Linked DNA regions of Mus musculus: regions 1, 2, 3, 4, 5 and 6 are each linked to region 7. Evidence: chromatin contacts called from public Hi-C, HiChIP or PLAC-seq and promoter capture Hi-C data. All regions are on one chromosome and are shown on one strand. Each heading gives the region's core, a stretch centred on a gene start, on an enhancer-like site or on the middle of the called end of the contact. The rest is flanking DNA. Distances are from core to core; before and after follow the strand shown. Region 1 holds the start of Cct3 (chaperonin containing Tcp1, subunit 3 (gamma)). Region 2 holds the start of Gpatch4 (G patch domain containing 4). Region 3 holds the start of Etv3 (ets variant 3). Region 4 holds the start of Pear1 (platelet endothelial aggregation receptor 1). Region 5 holds the start of Hdgf (heparin binding growth factor). Region 6 holds the start of Smg5 (Smg-5 homolog, nonsense mediated mRNA decay factor (C. elegans)). Region 7 holds the start of Ints3 (integrator complex subunit 3).

Evidence for each region. Promoter capture Hi-C pulls out the DNA fragments that hold promoters and counts their contacts. Hi-C and Micro-C count contacts between places; a contact is called where the count stands out from the background. HiChIP or PLAC-seq counts read pairs in DNA pulled down with a chosen protein or histone mark.
Region 1: a contact with region 7 is called in a Hi-C map of muscle stem cells, with 5 times the contacts expected there. The contact joins the promoter of Cct3 here to the promoter of Ints3 in region 7. A contact is called at or near these places in 1 of 39 promoter capture datasets (pre-B cells) and 1 of 484 Hi-C or Micro-C datasets (muscle stem cells).
Region 2: a contact with region 7 is called in a promoter capture Hi-C map of pre-B cells, with 4 times the contacts expected there. The contact joins the promoter of Gpatch4 here to the promoter of Ints3 in region 7. A contact is called at or near these places in 2 of 39 promoter capture datasets (liver and pre-B cells).
Region 3: an H3K27ac HiChIP or PLAC-seq map of bone marrow-derived dendritic cells shows a contact between it and region 7, with 5 times the contacts expected there. The contact joins the promoter of Etv3 here to the promoter of Ints3 in region 7. A contact is called at or near these places in 1 of 115 datasets of contacts at active chromatin or transcription factors (bone marrow-derived dendritic cells) and 1 of 9 other capture datasets (liver).
Region 4: a contact with region 7 is called in a promoter capture Hi-C map of liver, with 3 times the contacts expected there. The contact joins the promoter of Pear1 here to the promoter of Ints3 in region 7. A contact is called at or near these places in 3 of 39 promoter capture datasets (liver and pre-B cells).
Region 5: a promoter capture Hi-C map of liver shows a contact between it and region 7, with 7 times the contacts expected there. The contact joins the promoter of Hdgf here to the promoter of Ints3 in region 7. A contact is called at or near these places in 3 of 39 promoter capture datasets (liver and pre-B cells) and 1 of 484 Hi-C or Micro-C datasets (B cells).
Region 6: a promoter capture Hi-C map of pre-B cells shows a contact between it and region 7, with 4 times the contacts expected there. The contact joins the promoter of Smg5 here to the promoter of Ints3 in region 7. A contact is called at or near these places in 2 of 39 promoter capture datasets (liver and pre-B cells) and 1 of 9 other capture datasets (adipose tissue).

What each region holds. Positions count from the first base shown.
Region 1 is chr3:88,295,799-88,298,663 of GRCm38.p6, forward strand. It overlaps Cct3 (chaperonin containing Tcp1, subunit 3 (gamma)), which reads left to right and starts at 1,337. Exons shown (of 14, transcript NM_009836.1): 1 at 1,337-1,468. The coding sequence starts at 1,438. Tsacc (TSSK6 activating co-chaperone) reads right to left here and starts at 1,201. Exons shown (of 4, transcript NM_001357024.1): 1 at 1,026-1,201.
Region 2 is chr3:88,041,632-88,044,425 of GRCm38.p6, forward strand. Gpatch4 (G patch domain containing 4) reads left to right here and starts at 1,475. Exons shown (of 8, transcript NM_001110809.2): 1 at 1,475-1,548.
Region 3 is chr3:87,524,100-87,526,867 of GRCm38.p6, forward strand. Etv3 (ets variant 3) reads left to right here and starts at 1,479. Exons shown (of 5, transcript NM_001083318.2): 1 at 1,479-1,560.
Region 4 is chr3:87,767,628-87,770,327 of GRCm38.p6, forward strand. It overlaps Pear1 (platelet endothelial aggregation receptor 1), which reads right to left and starts at 1,326. Exons shown (of 25, transcript NM_152799.2): 1 at 1,251-1,326.
Region 5 is chr3:87,905,024-87,907,723 of GRCm38.p6, forward strand. Hdgf (heparin binding growth factor) reads left to right here and starts at 1,298. Exons shown (of 6, transcript NM_008231.4): 1 at 1,298-1,691. The coding sequence starts at 1,605.
Region 6 is chr3:88,334,890-88,337,589 of GRCm38.p6, forward strand. Smg5 (Smg-5 homolog, nonsense mediated mRNA decay factor (C. elegans)) reads left to right here and starts at 1,371. Exons shown (of 22, transcript NM_178246.3): 1 at 1,371-1,608. The coding sequence starts at 1,535.
Region 7 is chr3:90,432,298-90,435,045 of GRCm38.p6, forward strand. Ints3 (integrator complex subunit 3) reads right to left here and starts at 1,339. Exons shown (of 30, transcript NM_145540.3): 1 at 507-1,339. The coding sequence starts at 653.

The DNA.
Region 1 (2,865 bases), core at 87-2,586, 2.1 Mb before region 7:
GACTCAGCCTCTGGAGTTTATTACAGGGGTGTGCTACCACACCAAACAAACAACTGTTCTGAAATTGTTAATTTTTCTCCAATTCCCTTCGGCAGTTTTTGTTAGTGCCTTTTCACTGCAGAAGACAAAGCATACCAAATACGAACTTTAAATCTATCACAAACATGTCATGACTCTTTGAGACTTCTGTTTAATTACTAGCCTTATTTTTTTTGTTGTTTTGTTTTGTCTTTTTCCTATATGGGGTGATCTGGCAAGAGGCTTGTCTCCAGTTTGAGATCAGCCTGGTCTTTACGACGAGTTTTAGGCCAGCCTTAGAACTCTGGTAAAGATAATACGGTAATTAAAAAAACAAAAACTCTAGTTTCTTTTGTCACTAACCAGTGACCAGGCTGGGGGGGAGGGGGCGAAGAAGACTCATAATACTGCAAGAAACACGACTTAGGATATTCGGGGGAAATGTGAGCGATCCTCCTTTATGTCTTTTTGCCTTAGACTCAACGTATTTTTCTAAGAAGTAAGACATTAGGACAGGAGAGATAGCTCAACAGTTAAGAGCAATAGATGGTCCCGCAGACAGGGTTACTTCCTAGCACCCACGTGGCGGTTCACAATCAATTCCAGTTCCAGAGGATCAGACTCCCGCTTGATCGCCTCTCACAAGTGGTGCACCTACATACGCACAGGCAAAACAACCATACACATAAAATAAAAAATAGGTACATCTAAAGAACAAGAATTTTCCTTCCTTTTCTTTAAAAAAGAAAACCAGCGCGTCTAGAGCAGTAAACCACAACTCCCAGCATGCTCCGGGGAGGCGGGGAGCCGAGTCGTTGCCTCCCCGCCCCGTAGGACAACTTCCACTTTTACACTGCCTCAATCTCTCGGGCCACGACGGGTATTTCTGGCTCCTCTACTCCTCCCTACCGCTAAGGCTGAAATAAAAAGTAGAGAACTATCATGCCTTCCTTGGCCTTCACGGTCGGACGAGAACCGATGGACAAAACAGAGCTTCATGATCTTACCTACAGCATTAATCCAAAGCCTCCACCCCAGCACCCACCCTCTAGTGGGTACTCATGCGCTGTAGCGAGCCAGCTAACTGCCCGTGCTTTGGCGCTTGCGCAGACATTCTGGCCGCACGCGGCCGGGAGCGGCCACGCCAGTGCGCAAGCGCTTGCGTCTCCCAGTCCCCTACATCATGCCCTCTCTATCTAACTTGCCTTGCCTTTCTTGCGTAGAGGGCGGGGCTAATACTGTCGATTGGCCTATGTTTTTGTCAATCAATAAAATGAGTTTGGTGATTGGCGGCACTTCAGAGGTTAGCAGGTTTCTGTGTCATTCCTGAGGAGGCAGCGTTTTCTTCGCTGCTCTTCTCTCCAGAAGGTTCTGCCGATTCCCCCCAGCTCTGGAGAGTCGGCTCTGCGTCGTGCCGCCATGATGGGCCACCGTCCAGTGCTCGTGCTCAGTGAGTTCAGGGAAGGGATGTCTCTCTCCGCCCCTCTCTCCCCAAGCTGGCCAGTGTTGCCCAGCTCCGTCCCGCCATGACTCGGCCCTCGTGCCTTCCAGTGGTCTTTTCGCCTTGGACCAAGCTCCTTCCCCACTTTTCTTCTCTTGCCTCTCCTGTCGCCTTCTTTTGACAAAATGACTTTCCGCTCTCGGAGTCGCTAGTCTTTACGTGTGCTTCATCCTATTCGCGTTCGGTTCTTTAGTCGCCACCCTCCACGCCCCCGTGTCCTTTACAGCATGATTTCCGTGTAGATAGTAATGATGGTTCTTAACGGTAGGCCTTGCTTCCTATGCTCGGTCCATCCCTCCGTAGAGGCGTGACTTAACGGCAACTCGCTTGATTGATACTTTAGCATCAGTATTTAGGAGGCTGTAGTAGAGTTGTTAAGTTGATAAGTAAAAGCTGCCTTTACCGGCAGATCGAATCGGAAGTGGCATCTTTTCAGTAGCGGTCATTCAGCAACCCTTGTTCGGAAATGACATTCCTGGCGTTCCCGATCTTGGATGTGATCTTTCCCACCAGCCAGTTCTCCCAAATTCCTTTCCTGGTTTTCTTTCCTCTTTAGGGAACGCCACTCATCTCAGTAAAGAGCACCAGTTCCTTGTCAGTTACCTGAGCTATTGAGAATAACTCAGTAAGCCTGGGTCAAAGTTAAACATAGTAAAGAGAAAAACAGATTTAGTCTGGCCACACTGGGAGGAGAGACAAAGGTGTTCAGTGACACTACCTCTCCTACACACTCGTAGACGAGTCCATGAGGTTTTAAGCAGCAGGCCAGATTTGTAAGAAGTCATTATTTTCTGCTCTAGTCTCCTGAGAGAAGTTTACCTACAGGGTGGCTCTCAGGCTTTAGTCTTTTTCCTGTTCTATCGTGAGATTCCTTGGCTTGTGATTGATATTTTGTTTGTTTTCGTCTGTGTATGGCACCAAGATTCCCTGGAATTGGAGTTACAGGCAGTTGTGAGCCACCTTGAGGGGCTGGGAATTGAAGCTGAACCATCTTTCCAGCCTCACAAGCAGACTTTCTTGGTCACTAATCTTTGAGACTCTGTGGCTCCTCTTCCCGGGGATGTTGTAAGGGGTGTGCAGTCTTGTGAAAAATCACTGTCCTACTGAGGCCCATTCAGGGCACTCAAGATATGAATCACTGGAAATATGTAAGCATGCATACAAGGAAAGTACTGGTCAAGACTATGAAGTTGAAGCATTTCAGGTTATCTCTTATTATACCGGGGGTTCTCTCATTATCTGTGTTTTTTGCCTGCCTCTATGTCTGTGCCTGCAGACACCAGAAAAGGACATCAGATCCCCTGGAACTGTAGTTAGAGATGATTGTGAGCTACCATGTTGGTGCT
Region 2 (2,794 bases), core at 225-2,724, 2.4 Mb before region 7:
TCCTGGCTGCCTGCAGAAGGCAGTCCCTGTCTCCTGCCTTTGGATTAAGATGTAGAACTCTCAGCTCCTCCAGCACCATGTCTGCCTGCAGGCTGCCATGCCTCCCACCACGATGATAATGAACTGAACCTCTGAAATTGTAATCCAGCCCCAATTAAATTTTTTTTCCTTAGAAGAGTTGCCTTGGTCATGTTGTTCCTTCACAACAATTAAGACACTATCCTAATATGGGCCTCACACAAATGATACACAGATGTGACCAGATAACTCTTTTGTTACAAAAGACTCCCGTTCTCTTGACATGGTCAGGGTAGTAGGATGATTTTCAGAATTCACCCATTGCATCTCTGTTTCTGCTATCATGGGTTTTGTTTTGTTTTGTTCTGTTTTGCTTTTTTAAAGATTCATTTTTAATTATGTGTTTCTGTGAGTGGGCCTGTGTATATGTTTATAGATACCAGCAGAGGCCATGGGTCCCCAGGAGTTGGAGTTTACAGGTACCTGTGAATACCCAACATGGATACTGTGCATCTTTTTTTGTTGTTGTTTTTGTTTTGTTTTGTTTTTCGAGACAGGGTTTCTCTGTATAGCCGTGGCTGTCCTGGAACTCACTTTGTAGACCAGGCTGGCCTCGAACTCAGAAATCCGTCTGCCTCTGCCTCCCGAGTGCTGGGATTAAAGGCATGTGTCACCACCCAACATGGATACTGGTAACTAGACTTGGATGCTCTTGAAGATCCCCCACTGTAATTTCTTTTCTTTTTAATTAATTGTTAAGGATGTAATTTTATATGTGTGTGTGCGTTGCCTGCATGTATGCATCTGCAGTTCAGAAGTTAGAAGGTGTTGGATCCTCTGGAATCCATATGGGTGCTGGGAACTCAATCTGAAACACTCTTAATGGGTTAGCTATCTCTTCTGCCCTCAGTGTATTTTCTTTATTATATCCTTTGCCGTAATTGCGTTCTAGATAACAAGCAAATGGCTATTCCCATATGGGGAGGCAATATGAAACGCTCTTTTCCCTTGTTTTTGGGCGGCCGGCCGGCCGCAGAAGCCTACAACTGCTGGTGGGAATGGTGTACTTGCAGCTCCGGTGCCCTGGACCCCTTTTCGTCTCCTCTTCTTGGAGCAAGTCTACATGCTCCTCCAAGTTAAGGGTCGAGTCTTAAGTGTTCTTGTGTTCCCAGTACGAAAGGGACAAGGTAGTGTGCAACCAGTGCTGATCCCGCTACGCAGAGCCTGAGTGTCCTTGCCTCAAGGGAGGCACTAACTCCGGAAAGCTCAGGATAGGGTCGGGGGTGGGGGTGGGGGTGGGGGACCCGAAACAGAGGTTAGGGCGGCGCATTGGCTTCCAACAACTGCAGGAAGGAAACTAGCACCCAGCCTGGAACTCAGTTTCCGTGGCAAACATCCAGGGGAGTGGCTACTGTCAGGACGTCTCTATGGTTTCTGCATCCTAGAAGGGCCAAAGTTCACTTCCGGGAAGATGGCTGCACCCAAGTCGGGTGTCACACGTGCTTCCACGGAGAGGACTGTACACTGACGGTAAGGAGCTTGCTTTCCCCAGGGGCGGGAGCAAGGGCGAAGATCGGAGAGTAGTTCCACCCTGCTGACTCTGTGGCTGCGGGGCTTGGATTTATAACCGGAGGAAAAGGCGGCGGCTGGTCCTCTAGGCTGCTGCAAACGGGTGGCTCTGGACATCCCTGGAAACTGGCTGGAAAGGAGACCGCGTCTCAGTGTACTTGCAGCCTTCGCAGATCAGGCTGCGTCTGCCCACGCCGGCCCATTGCAAGTGCGTTAAAAAACGATTCCTACTGTGTCACTCATTTCAGTCCAGAAACGCTGAACGATTCTCAAGGGCTGGGAAATAAAGCTTGCCTCCGCCTTCCGGGAAGTGTGGTTTTGAATTACTGTGATGAGAAATAGAATGTGGGGAAGGCTTACAGCAGAAGAAAGAAGCTGTAAAGGTACAAAGCAGTGAGTTGCTCATGAAATGCTTCACTACCAATCCTGGATCCACTACTTGCCAGTTGTTTGGTGTTCGAATTAGCAGTGTTCGATTTCTTCTTTGTAAATTAAGGCTAAGTAATACCTTCTTATAAGATGTTGGCAGGCATCAATGAGACAATCCATGTGAAGCAGTTAATAGCAGGTTCGTGGTGAGTCAATGCACTACAAGTGTGGGGTATGATTATTCTTACTGTTAAAATAGTCAGAAATAATTTGGTATTTATAATAAGTGGTATTTGCATGGTGACCTCAGCATCTAAATTTTACTTCTGTTTCCATTTCAAGAAGCAAGGTAGCACCTGGGAGAGAGGCAGGCCAGTGTAACCCAGGCTAGCCAGGCTAATTAGTAAGCCCTCAAAAACAAAAAAAATCCAAGAAGACCACTTCTTTTTTTTTTTTAATTTTTTTTTAATTAGGTATTTTCCTCGTTTACATTTTCAATGCTATCCCAAAGGTCCCCCATATCCACCCCCCCCAATTCCCTACCCACCCACTCCCCCTTTTTGGCCCTGGCGTTCCCCTGTACTGGGACATCTAAAGTTGGCAAGTCCAATGGGCCTCTCTTTCCAGTGATGGCCGACTAGGCCATCTTTTGATGCATATGCAGCTAGAGACAAGAGCTCCGGAGTACTGCTTAGTTCATATTGTTGTTCCACCTATAGGGTTGCAGATCCCTTTAGCTCCTTGGGTAATATCTCTAGCTCCTGCATTGGGGGCCGTGTGATCCATCCAATAGCTGACTGTGAGCATCCACTTCTGTGTTTGCTAGGCCCCGGCATAG
Region 3 (2,768 bases), core at 229-2,728, 2.9 Mb before region 7:
GAAGTGACAGTGACTACTTAACCGAGGTAACAAAGCCCATCAGTAGTTGAAGGCAAGAGGACTAAAATGTTATGTTCATTTCGCTCGGTGGTTCTCAGCCTTCCTAATGCTGTGACCCTTTAATACAGTTCCTCATGTTGTGGTGACCCCAACCATAAAATTATTTCCGTTCCTACTTCATAACTGTAATTTTGCTACTGTTATGAATTGCAATGTAAATAGGTTTAGACATAGGGGCTTACTAAAGGGGGTCAACCCACAGGTCGAGAACTGCTGATTCGGCTAAACCCTAGCATTTGTTCTGTAGACCCAAACATAGAAAATGGTGTTCTAGACTGGACAGAAGATGGAAACCATTATAAAGCAATTTCTATGCTCAGAGTGCTCATATTTCTAATCCTCTCAATGGTATTTAAATTTTGTTCATTTTACTGACTTTCAAACTAGAAGGGGCGGGAAAACTAGACCTCACCAACACTAGTCCTTCCTTTTTAAGCAGGTAAGGTAACCTTAGGCCATACTGAGTACTGAACTTATCTCAAGACCTCAAGAACTATCAATTATTAGTCTTGCATTGTGACACATATCTTTAATCCCAACAAGTGTGAGGCAGAGGCAGGCAGATCTCTGTGAGTTCGAGGCCAACCTGGGTCTCTACATAGTGCTTTCTAGGGCAGTCAGAGATACATTGTCAAGACCTCTGGCAAAACAAACAAAACAGTAGTAGAAGCCAGAAGGCCAGTTGTGGTAGTATATACCTATAATCCTACACACACAAGTACAGCATGAGATAATTACAAATTCATTGGCCAGTCTGGGAAGGGAGGTGCTAATAGGCATATCCAAAGCTAGAAGCCAACCTTTGATACAAATCATGGTAAGACTTCCATGTTCTGTGTCGTTCCCAGGAGGGAAAGGTTGTGATTGCATAAAGTTGTTGCTACGCACTCGTGCACTCGATGAAGACTTCAATTCTGCCTCTCATCTTCGCCTTCCCCCACTTTTCACCACTTTTCACTCTCATCCACTTAACCTTTACTGGTCCCAACACTGCCTCTGGAGGGAAACTAGGGCTGGGAACCATTTGGAATTACGGAAGCTGATTTCACATCCCTTATCACTAACTCTTGAACAAAATTTGTCTGGGACAAAATTGTAATTGCTTAATCGGGAACAAAAGGCAAAGGGAAAGGGAGGGGGGAGCGGTGTTTGAATGGCAAAGTCGTGCACGCTGTAACACTTGGACGAGGCAGATCAGGACTAAAAATGGAACAGTGCAAGGCAAGGCCAACTTCGCACGTGCCTCTGAAGCTCCTGTGCTCCTGTCAGCGCGGAAGAGCCTTCCTTCTGCAGAGGGTTCCAGCCCCGCGGCCTCCGAGCCACGGAGGGGCACCGGTACCTTCTGGGCGGAAGCCGTGCCGCTCACGACACCGCCCCCTCCCACCCTGGCCCAGAGTGGAAGTGACGAAAGCCGCCGCGGAGTCACTTCCTTCTGGGTGGATGAGGAGGAGCCCGAGCTGCCGCGGAGGAGCCCGAGTGGAGACGGACGGCGCCGGAGAGGTGAGACTGGTGGCGTCGGCGGTCGCGGCCCGCGCGGGCAGGACGGAAGGGACGCGGATGAGGGCGGCCGTGGAAGCCGCTGCGGACCAGCGGGAGCGGCGAGCCCCGCCGCAGGCCGGGAGGGTGACCGAGCGCCCTGGGGGAGTCGCGAACACCTGCAGACGCGCCTGCGGGCTCCGAGGGGCTGGATGGGCACATCGGGGGCCGGAGGATCGAGGAGAGGGTGCCCGGCTCGGGCGTCGGCCAGCGCGAGCCCACGGACACCAGGCTGAAGGGTGTTCTGGAGCAGGGAAAGGGCCCTGCGATCCGACAGCGCAGGGTAGGAGTTAGTCCCGGACAGTGTCCCAGAGCCTTGGAGAAATCGGTGTCTCTTCAACCCCATCATCACGGAAATGGGAGAGGAAGCTCTGCCCAGCCCTGGTGCCTTGTTACTTGTGTATATCCTGTGTGTGCCACTGTCTGTCTGTTGCCTCTTTCCTTGAGCCATTTGTCAGCTCCTGGATCCCGAGGGTTGTCATGGACTGAAACTTACTGTTCTCCTTAGTGTATTTGTCGTCAACGAAAATGCAGAACACCTAGAGGAATTCTAGGTTAGATGAAATTTCCAAGATTAGGAATTTGTCCCACCCCACCCTGGGGCCTCTGAAGCACCTGCAGTTGCTCCAGACCTGCTCTGGTTGGTGCCGGGGGCTGTCCACCCTGCAGGGTAATGAGAGTAAGTCAGGTCTCTCCTCCTCCGTCATTCCCGGTCAGTTTCACCCTCTCCTCCTATTCGCTGAAGGACTGACACAAAGCTGTCTGCTGCTGGGAACGGGAAATTTATTGAGGAACTATAAATCTGCATGGAATGAATTCAGATCCTAGCAAGATGCCTTCCTCCACCGGCCAGGCGATCTGAAGTACCTACTTTACCCTTTTTATTTCCCTGTTAAGTAGATGGCATAACATTTTTTTTCACAAAATTTTAGGAAAGTGACATGTTTCTTGTATGGAGTGGCTGTACACAGGACATGTTTACTTTCTGTATCTCAGAATACTGTTGGAAGGTGAGCCCAGTTTCTGACTGGAAGATGTCCTTCTCACACAATTCAAGAAATACGTAGGATCGGATGTTCCTTTTTGAATAGGGGATTTGGATTTTTTTTTTTCTCCCACTTCTTAAGTTGGTGTGTCTGGGTGAATTCAGGCTTGTGTATCTTGGCATCTGG
Region 4 (2,700 bases), core at 76-2,575, 2.7 Mb before region 7:
GGGGAGGGTTTCCTCTTCTGGGTTGTCTGATAGGGCATGTTGGAATGGAGTGGAGAAGCAGAAGCCAACCCTCCCACTTCACCCTTCACTGAGAAGAAAAAGGCAAGCCAGGGAGGGGGCAGGTTTTGGAAGAGCAGCCAAGCAGGGTAGGCTGGCAGGTGGGAGGCCAGCCCACACCCATCTCACCCATGCACACACAGCCAGAGGTAGGGCACTGTACTGTGGGCTGGAGTTGGGTTTGGAGAACAGCCTCCAACCCCCTAGGCCTAGCATAGGCAGGGGTTGAGAACTGACCCCTTATCCGGCCCTGCCTAGAGCTAAGGCCTGGCTGAGCCTGGGAACTTCAACCAGCACACGCTGTTCCAGTCTCCGGGGACCAGGGGTCACCGTCCCCAGCTGGGGCAGCAGGCTCTACTAAAAGTCCAAAACAAGGAGTCACGAGTCCGTGGCTAGAGGCTGGAAACAGGGATGCGAAGTGAGGGAGGCCTTGCTGGATGGAGCTTGGGTTCCCGGGCCCCAGGGCTCACACTATCAGCCTGGCTATGGGCCCACATCATCCAGGAAAAAGAAAAACAAACAAAAAAACAACAATAAACAAGCCTCAGAGACTGTAGGTGCCTATGGCTGACCTCTCCCCTACAAGATGGGAAAGGACACGCAAATCCAATCTCTTCCCTGGGCAGGGGTAGGGGGCAACACTATGAACACTAAACAGGGTCTTTCTCCGCGAGACATAGGAGGAGACAGGCAGGCAACTGTGTTTTGTTGGTCCTCCCAGAAAGAAGAAATTGGGGGATAGAGGGAAGACAAGGTTTAGGGTTGCTTTTCAGGGCTTCGGTACCACCACCATGGTTCTACACTAGCAAACAGCACACTGGAATCCAGGAGACTTGCAGGCTGCCTTCCTCAGGGCGAGAAGAGAGCTCTCCCAGGCTGGTCCCCATCCTAGCTCCTTATCCTCAGAGCTACGCAGCTTTCTTTTTCTACTTAGTTAGGTCTCCCTCTCCCTCTCTGCTCGCTCTCTTCTTTCTCTCCTCTCTCTCTCTCTTTTCACTTAGGCGGCTTTCTCTACTTAGATCTCACTTTCTTCTCTTCCCCTAACTCTCTCCTTTCTCCTTTCTCTTCTCTTTCCACTTAGACGGAACACACACACACACACACACAGGAGTCCCCACTCCATCTCCTCCTTTCCTCTCTTCAGGTTTCAGCCCAGCGGTCTCGGGCTCCAGAGCCCAGGGCAGGTCACTCACCTGCCTCGGGGCTCGGAGCTCGGAGCTCAGAGCGGCGTGTTGTACCGACGGGTCCTGCTGGCCGACAGAGCTGGCTGCGCGGGCAGGAAGGGGGTGGGCCTCCGCCCGCGCCCAGGCAGGAAGTCCGCGCGGGGAGGCTGGAGCCCGGCCGGGTGGGGTCAGCCCTCCGCACGCCTGTCTGCGAAGTGGACGGGGAGAGCCGCCCAACCTGACAGCCCCGGCTCCCGGCGTCGCGGTCCACCCGACGCCCCTCTTTCCTGCCCGGCGGCGCCCCCTGGCGGCCTTCAGGGGAGGGGCACCCTGCCTGCGCGGTCAGATCTTTGGGACCTTTGCAAGAGTTGAAGCAGGATTCTGCTACATAAAGAAAGCAGATCTTGCTCATCAGCTTGCTCCGAAGAACTCAGCGACCTACCACAGTCAGGTCTCAGAACAAAGACAACTTGGGCCTGGGGGAGTGTGGCTTATGCTGCAGGCCCTAGGTTGAATTCTAAACAGCAGGGACACCTTTATTTAAGAGTGATTGACATATAATAAAAATAAGCCCACTTGGCTTGATGAATAATGTTCCAAAACTTTATCGTGGCAAAACATACACAATATAAAACACATCCTTTCAACAAATGTTAAGTATACAGTTCGGTGGCATAAAGTATTTCACATATACGAAACCTTTGCTACTGTCAATTTCCAGAGCTTTCTCCTCATCCCAAACTGAAACTCAGTCTGCATCCCCTGGCCCTGGTAGCCATCGTGAAGTTAGGCTATATGTACCTCAGCTCCGGCCTCCGACCTTCCACATCTAGCTTATTCTACTTAGCATGCTGTTTCATTGGCTTAGACAAATGTGTTCATCCCAATAAAAGTGTGGTTTAAAATGTCCCTCTCTGGGGATGGAGAGATGGCTCAGGGAGGGGTCGAGGGGGTGTAACGCGCTTGCCACCAAGCCTGATGACCTGAGGTTGAACCCAGGGACCCACATGGTAGAAGGTGAGAATCAAATCCCAAAACTTGTCATCTATGCCCACAACAGTGCCATAGCATGGTACATATTCCCTCCCCTGCAACAGAAGTCAATCTAATGTTTTAAAGTCCATCTCCCCCAGTGTACCTACTCTAGGCTACAGTAAGGACGCAGATTCCGTCCTCACCCCTAGCCCAAACCCCACGAAAGTTTTGATTTGCTTTCTGTAGTTTATATTTCTAGAATATCCGTGTAAATGTCATCATAGAGTATGTACTCACGTATGTCCATCTTCTTCCCCTCACCATAAAGTTTCTGGGCCGTTGGGTGTTCTCTACTACAGCAGGTGACAGCACTGGGCTATTCAAGAACAGGATTGCTGTGTCCTGACAATTCCTGATTCTTGGATATTGTGGTTCCAAGCTGTTTGTGTATAATACTTACTAATATTGTGTATAATACTGATATATAATAATTACTAATATTATT
Region 5 (2,700 bases), core at 48-2,547, 2.5 Mb before region 7:
CAGTGGTTAAGAGTGCCTACTGCTCTTCCAATGGTCCTGAGTTCAAATCCCAGCTGTTTGTGGACCATTTGAACTCATACATGGTGGCTCACAACCATCCCTAATGAAATCTGAGGCCCTCTTCTGGAGTGTCTGAAGACAGCTACAGTGTCTTACAAATAATAAATGAATAAATAAATATTAAAAAAAACCTTCAAATCTGCTGGGCAGTGGTGGTGCACCCGTTTAAGAGGGAGAGGCAAGTGGATCTCTGAGTTTGAGGCCAGCCTGGTCTACATGAGTTTCAGGACAGCCAGGGCTACACAGAGAAACCCTGCCTTGAAAAACCAAAAACAAACAAACAAAAACCAGAAACCTTCAAATCTCTTTAAAAAGAGAGTATGCAGGCCAGCCAGCCAGGGCTACATACTAAGACTGTCTCCCCCGGCAGTGGTGGCACACTTCTGTAATCCCAGCACTTGGGAGGCAGAGGCAGGCGGATTTCTGAGTTTGAGGTCAGTCAGAGTGAGTTCCAGGACAGCCAGGACTGCACAGAGAAACCCTGTCTTGAAAAATAAAAAAAAATAAAAAAAAAAGACTGTCTCAATAAAAATAAGATATAAAACAATTAGATATAAACAACAAAAAACCCATTGCACAGAGATGTAATTACAACAAAATCTTGTTTGGTTTGAGATCTGAGATCAAGTTTTGCGCACATCATTCCTTAGAATATAACCCAGGCCAAATACAGTCTTCAAATTAATACTATATATCTCCAAACTAGATTTAGTGGTATCCAACTGTCTTTATCGTTTAGGACCTCCTTATTCTAGTGAGGGTAATTGGTGATAGTCCAGATACAGCTGTTAATTTAGAGTAGACTGAAATGGTAGGACTCGAACTCTTATACCGCCACCAACAGAAGCACGTGGAGTGTGTGGGGTACACCTCTTGCCTTGGCGGTCTAACTAGTTAGAAGTCAGAGGCGCAGAGCAAATACGTGGGTTGGGACATGGCACGTGGTAGGGGGGACAGAGCGCAAGGCAGGCCACAGTAGGCCCCGCCTGGCCAGGGCATTCAGAGGAGCCCGGGGAGGGGCACGTGCAGCCTGTCCAGCGGGCGCCAGCTCCTTTTGGGCTGGCACCCACCACCCGCCCGCACACAAAGCCCGCTCGGCGCGCTCGGCACTCGGCTCTTCAAGCCTGTGCCTCTGAGCCCCGCCTGGCGGCCTCCAGGTTGGGTGTGAGGCCGGGGCAGGCTGTAGGCGTCGATTGGCTGCGCGCATCGAACCGCCGCGGGCGGGAGCGCGAGGGGAGGAGTGGGCCGCGGGGGGTGGAGGAAGCGGCCTCGCTCGCGCCGAGGAGGGAGCAATTGAATTTCAAACACAAACAACCACACGAGCTAGCGCTCCCGGAGCCGTGTGTTGCCCACCGCGCCCGGCCCTGTCCGAGCGGCGCGCGGGCGCAGACGCCGTGGCTGCCCCGGAGCTCGCGTCGGGGGCCGGCATCGAGGCGGGGGCCGCGCGAGGGCCGGAGCGCAGCGGCGCCGCAACCGCCGCACGCGCAAACTTGGGCTCGCGCTTCCCGGCTCGGCGCGGAGCCCGGGGCGCCCGCGGCCCCGCCATGTCGCGATCCAACCGGCAGAAAGAGTACAAGTGCGGAGACCTGGTGTTTGCGAAGATGAAAGGATACCCACACTGGCCGGCCCGGGTGAGTGGCGCGGCCGTCGCGGGCCCTGCTGCGGGTTGCATAACGCTCGGGAGGGCACGGCCGCCGAGCGCGGAGCGGGCGTAGGGGCAGGGGTGCCAGGCCTGTTCTGGCTGGCGGGAGCCCACCACCGCTTACATAACGGAGGCGATCGCGGCCGGCACCTGGCGGGCAGCGCCGCGTGCTCAGTTCGCCCTCACCCCTCCGTCACAGCGGCCGAGGCTTCGGGCTCACGGTGGCGGGGGGGGGGGGGGGAGCGGCCCGATGGTGTGTCGCTTCTTTCGCCGCGAATCCCAACCCCTTCTCGGAGCCCCGCTTGAGCCCTGAGTCTCCATTGATAGTTGCCTCCAGTTCAGGTTTCTCTGGCTGGACGAACGGGTGCGAGGGGTCTCAGTTCACAGAGGGTTAGGTGGATGTAGAGTTGGCGACTCACAAACTTTCTTGGAGCATTTTGGTAGGAACTCTGAAGTTGGGAGGGTCGTGAAATGTTTGGGGACGACTTACTTAAAAATGGTCTTGCCTGGCCTGGTGACTCTGCCATAACCGATTTAGCCCCCAGCTCTACAAGAACATCCCTCCATATGCCTCCAGCTCAGACTTGGAACTGGAGGCAGCAGGGCCCCCGTGTGCTTTGGGAAATCCAGTACAGACGACCTTAGCGCGGTGTGGGGGATTGTGGGACGCTGGAGTTTCCTCGGCTTCCCATTAGTGAGCGTCTCCAGTCAGGGAGGCCGGTGTCAGCCATGTGGTTGTTTGAACCCGCCAAGAGTAGGGCCTTCCCCATTCCAGCACCTGGCCAGGTGGGAGGGTGGGGCAGAAAGCCTGCTGTGTTTATCACCTTCCCTCCCAGGAAAAGGTGTGTGTGTGTGTGTGTGTGTGTGTGTGTGTTGGGGGGAGGGTTGCTTCTGGGAATTTTTCAAAACGATTGTAGAGGGGGCCCTTGATACCGAGTGAGGGCATGACTCAGCCCCTTAGGGTGTGGAACTTGTGTAAAAGAAATCCTCGGGCAGAA
Region 6 (2,700 bases), core at 121-2,620, 2.1 Mb before region 7:
AGACTCTCTCTCTCTCTCTCTCTCTCTCTCTCACACACACACACACACACACACACACACACACACTCCAACAAACAAAAAAAGTGCTAGTCTAGGCACATGTACAGAAAAGAACAAAGTGACAAGGTTTCTAGCTGTTCAGGTAACCAACATTAAAGTTCACACCAAATCAGTAGTAGAATTTCAGTAGTGAGAGCCTCTTTAGGGTGACTGAAGCTGAAACCCAGTGGAAGTTCCCTGTAGAGGAACAGCGCAGCCAACAGATGGAAAAAGACTTGAGGCAGTTTGAGGAATAGAAAGGAGACTTGGTGGCTGGAGCCAGGAGCATAGTGGTATATACATTGCCATTATAATGTGGAGAGAGAGAGAGAGAGAGAACCCCAAAGATCCGCCTTATAGTTAGGAAAACAATAGGGCTGACAAGATGGCTCACCAAGCCTGACTACCTGAGTCTGATTCCCCAGAGAACCACACTTTTAAAAGAAAACTGACTCTCCCAAGTTCTCTGGCCACGTGTATGTTGTATGCATGCACCCACAAAATATAAATAAATAACTCTCTCGGGAAGAATTCCTTTAAAAAACAAGCAACTTCAGGAGCCACCCCTCAGGCGCGCTGGGATTTTGGCAGCTGACTTGACCTTGTGCATGCCGATCTCCACAACCTCCGGATCTTAAAATCTTTTCGCTGCCCCTCTTCTGCAACGATGTCTGATTCAATGATAGCTGGCCCATTCGTTTTATTATTTTATGCACTTTGGCGTTTTGCCTCTAAACATGTCTGTATGAGGGTTTCGGACCCCCTGGAGCTGGAGTTTCAGATGGTTGTGAGCTGCCATGTGGGTAGTCACTTCTCCAGCACCTAGCTGTCCCATGGCGAGCTTTGCACTCTACGGTCTCTTTTCTTTTCCCCTGGAAACTTAATTTTTTTAAATTCATTTTATTTTGGGGGCTAGGGAGCGTGACACGGAGCTCGCGTGTGAAGTTCAGGCCAACCTGCTGGAGTCAATTCACCTTATACCATGCGGGCTCCAGGGGTCGGGCTCAGGTTGGCCGCAAGCGCCTTTAGCCGCTGAGTCATCTCGCCAGCGCGCTCTTTTTAAACTTGAGACAGGGTCTCTGCACGTAGCAGGGTGGGAACTCGCTGCAGGTTGCCTCGGCTGCCGACGAGCTAGGCGGATGAGCCTGCGCTAGAACGCTCAGTTTCTCTACATCTGTGGCAATAAAGTGTCCCCCGAGGACTTAAGCCCAGCAGAAGCCATGCCACCCACAACCAGCTCGGTTGACTTCCCGGAGAGAGAAGGCAATTTTTCGCGAGACTTGGTGGGTTGGTCGCCGGTCCGCGGCTTGGCGGCAGCTATCGCGAGATTTGATAGGTGGAGGAGGAGCCATCTCAGGCAGCCGCCTCACAGCGATGGCGGCCGAGCAGGGCCGGCGGCAGTGGCGGCTGCGGGTACAGCTGGAGACGGCAGTGGAGGCGCCAGTGGTGGGTGGCGGGGGCCTGTGACCAGGAGGTGCCCTCGGGCCCAGGCACCATGAGCCAAGGCCCTCCTCCAGGGGAGAGCAGCGAACCCGAGGCAAAGGTCCTCCACACCAAGCGGCTTTACCGGTGAGAGGGCCAGGGTGTGTGTGTGCAGCCGCGGCGGGGAAGCGGGGCCGGCGAGGGGCGGGGCCTGCGGCTGGCGGGCGGGCCGGGCGAGGGCGGGGGTGCAGCGGGGTGCGGGCGGGCGTCCCGGGAGGAGCTGAGAAGCAGTGGGTGGGTGGGTGGGTGGGAGGTTTGAAGCGAGTGCAGGAACCCCTGCCGCGGTGAGCCTAGCGTGACGCGGGGCTTTGCGGAGTTGGAGAGAGCCGGTGGGAATTGGGGGCAGCTGAGGATGGGGGTCACGGGTGGAGAAGACCCGAAAGGGACTGGTGCTCAGAACCCTACCGGGCACCTGTGGTTTACTGGAAACAGCCATTGACTGACGTCCTCCAAACCAGGTTCATGTCCTTCATTTGCCCCTCTCGCTATGTGACCTTGGGCCTCAGTTTCTTCCTTAAAAGGAAGGATTTGAGCCGGGCGTGGTGGCGCACGCCTTTAATCCCAGCACTCAAGAGGCAGAGGCAGGTGGATCTCTGAGTTCTGGGCCAGCCTGGTCTACAGAGTGAGTTCCAGGACAGCCAGGGCTACACAGAGAAACCCTGTCTCGAAAAACAAACAAACAAAAAACAGAATTTGATTGATGGCTCATCCCTGGCTGCTCTTCCCGAGGTTCCTGGTTCGATTCCCAGCACCCATATAGCAGCTCATTAACTGTAACTATGGGATCTGACACTCGCACAGACATACGTGTAGGCAAAACACCAGTGCACAAAAATTAAAGGTAAATCTTTTAAGAAAGAAATTTCAAATTTTATATACATATATAGGTTTGATTTGAATACACTATGAAATCCATTATGGCTTACATTTTGTGGACTCTTGAGTTGGAATAAAGACTAGAAAGGCTAATTATTTTGTTGACTAGGAAGGAGGACTTTGGGTTCATCGGTGCAGGCACCCTGTGACTCAGTTCTTCCTTAGGATCTCATGTCCACAGAGTGTAGGTAAAACGTAGATCGCAGAGCTGAGTCATGGGAAGATGAAGAGTGGAGACCACGCTGACTGTTCTGCCTTCTAGTAGGAGGTGGAGCTCCAGCTTCCGTCTTACCTCAGGCCCTG
Region 7 (2,748 bases), core at 89-2,588:
ACTCACTCTATAAATGCTCGGTTAAAATCACTGACAAGTGTCTGTATCCACACACAGTCAATGATACCATCTAAGAAGAGGGGCCAAGTCTGTAGGAAGTTGCCAATCCTCAGACACCTGCCTGTAAACACATATATACTTTTCAACTTAACACTCTCAAATAGGGTGGATATTTTAGATAGCTATTGGTGTGTATGTGGGAAGAAATGAAAATAACTTTGGTCAGTACTGATGCTACATCCCTTCTGTAACCAACACCCCTCACACCCATTTTCTTAATAGCGGCAGCTGTTACTAGGGCAACCTGTCCAGGAAATTGACCCACACTTCTTCCTCCAGAAGCAGGAAGCAAGAGCAATGTTTCTGCCTTACAAAAAAAAAATAATAATAATAATAAATAAATAAAATAAACTTGAAGGCCTTTTCTCCCCACCCCCACCCCATATGCGATCCAGCATCCCTCCTCAACCCAATTCCTTACTCCCTTCCCCACCCCCCACACCTACCTCCTCTAACTCATCCTTGGCATCCAAACTGGTTGAAAGTAGCAGCCTCCCCCCTCCTGGGGCTCCTGCTCCCGCTCCTCCTCCTCCACCTCCCGCTGCTCCTGATGCAGCAGCTGCTACGGTCCCCTTTCCCTTCTGTAACTCCATGGCTGCAGCCAAGAGACCAGAAGAGGTCAAGGGAGTAGACGGGTGTTAAGTCCTAGAAATGGAGAACTCTGGCTTGCCAAGGACGAGGAGCAAGAGGAACAAGTGGGAGGGAGGCCGACAGGCCTGGCTTTCCGCACTCTTGCCTCCTCTCCTGCGGAGGGGGAAGGCGCGGGTTCTCTAGATGCTCCCTCAGGAGTGGCCGGGCTGGGGCAAAGCTTTTGCGCAGAAGTATGGTAGACTAAGGGTCTTGTGTCCTGCAGGGAGATAGGCAAGGCTGCCACCCTTGCAGAAGTGGAGGGGGAAACCCTCTGGCTTCTTATCCTGAAAGGAGGGGAAACCCTAAGTTTCTGCCTCTCGAGGCGTGGGAAGGAGTCCTGGCCCTGAATTGGGAGTGGGAAACCTTCCCGGCGGGATTGGGAAACGCGGTTCCTTGGAATCCGGCCCCTAGCGGGTGAGGATGCAGCAGGAGCGCTATGGGAGGACCAGCTTCTCCCCACACCACACAGAGGCGGCCATGGTGGAAGGGCGGGGGAGGCTGAGAGTGCCCGAGCGGGCAGAGTCGTCGCCGGCGCCGGAAGTGAGCAGTCGCGGTCCCGGGCGTCCGCCAATAGCGGCTTCCGCGGTGGCGCCAGGTCTCTAAGGAGTAAGCCGACGACGGCGGACTGGCCTTTTCCCGGGCTGCCAATTGTAGGGAGAAGAATTGAGTCTGGTCTGACGGGCAACAAGTGTGCCCAATCGCATCCTTCCTCTGCATCTGGAGGCGGGACGGGAGGTACGGAGTGGGTGCTACTGCTGGGCGATCCGGAAAAAGCCGGGCTGCGCCTGCGCGCGCCAACACGCATGCGCGACGTTTCCCTCTTGCTCCACTCCCTACAGGTGTTCGGAACGTTGTCCTTGGGTAGTAGGCTGGGAGGATGGAAACCTAGCCCATAAGTGTCTATTCAGGAAAAGGAGCTGCCGAGTCCCAACCCCTACGCAGTCGCGTAGCAAACGCCCTCAGGGTCTGAAGCTACTTCCTGAACTAAAAATGCTACACGCGGCCGATTGTATGAGCTCTTGGGTGTGCAATTATTAGTAACAATTTGAAAACAAAAAAAGTGCATTGATTCTCTAGTGCAAACCAAATAGTTAGAATCGTACCAGCACTCGCTTTAACACAGTTTACTAAGTGATGGGACCTCGTCTTTTGAGACTCTGGGACTGACAAATGTCACTGAAGCCTATTGTATTTACACACACACAATCCATTGAGAGTTGTGGTTTGTTGTGATCATAGTAGGGCTTGATTGTATGAGAGTTCTTTTACCGTGCGTCTCTCAACAGAACTTTTCATTTTTAGGCGTATGAGCCTATTGCTGTCCACAGCTCTAAGGTGGGTGTGGTAATATATGCCTGCCATCCTAATACGTGGGAAGCTGGCCCATCAAATTCATGTTCCCCTTCCGTCCCCCATTTGTAGATATAGGCCTATTTTCCTGCACTATCCATTTTCAAGGCCAGTGGGCAGGTAAATTGTTAACAATGTCCTTGGAAGAATTCCAAGTTCCATAGCTACTGTTTTGGGAGTGAAGCACTCTTGAACCCAAGCTGGCCTCACTTTTGTGGCATTCTTTCTGCCTCCCAGGGACTTCTGTATCCTAATTACAAATAAAATAAGACCCGGACTGGCCGATCTCCAAATACACTTCTGGCATTCTACAATCCTCCTGAGTAAGCTTTGAATAACTTCTAGGTAAAGGACTGATTCAGCCTCGGAACTACAAACAAGTCATTACAATAGCTTAATATAACCGGGACACATGTATTGGATGGAAAGAAGAAAAAGAAAGGGCCGGGCGTGGTGGTGCACGCCTTTAATCCCAGCACTCGGGAGGCAGAGGCAGGTGGATTTCTCAGTTCGAGGCCAGCCTGGTCTACAAAGTGAGTTCCAGGACAGCCAGGGCTACACAGAGAAACCCTGTCTCAAAAAAACAAAAAAAAAAAAAAAAAAAGAAAAAAGAAAAGAAGGAAGGAAAAAAGATGTATAATACTGAATATTCTTTCCATTTTTTTTTTTTTTTTGAAGTGTACTGGGTTTGTTTGTGGTACTGATGAT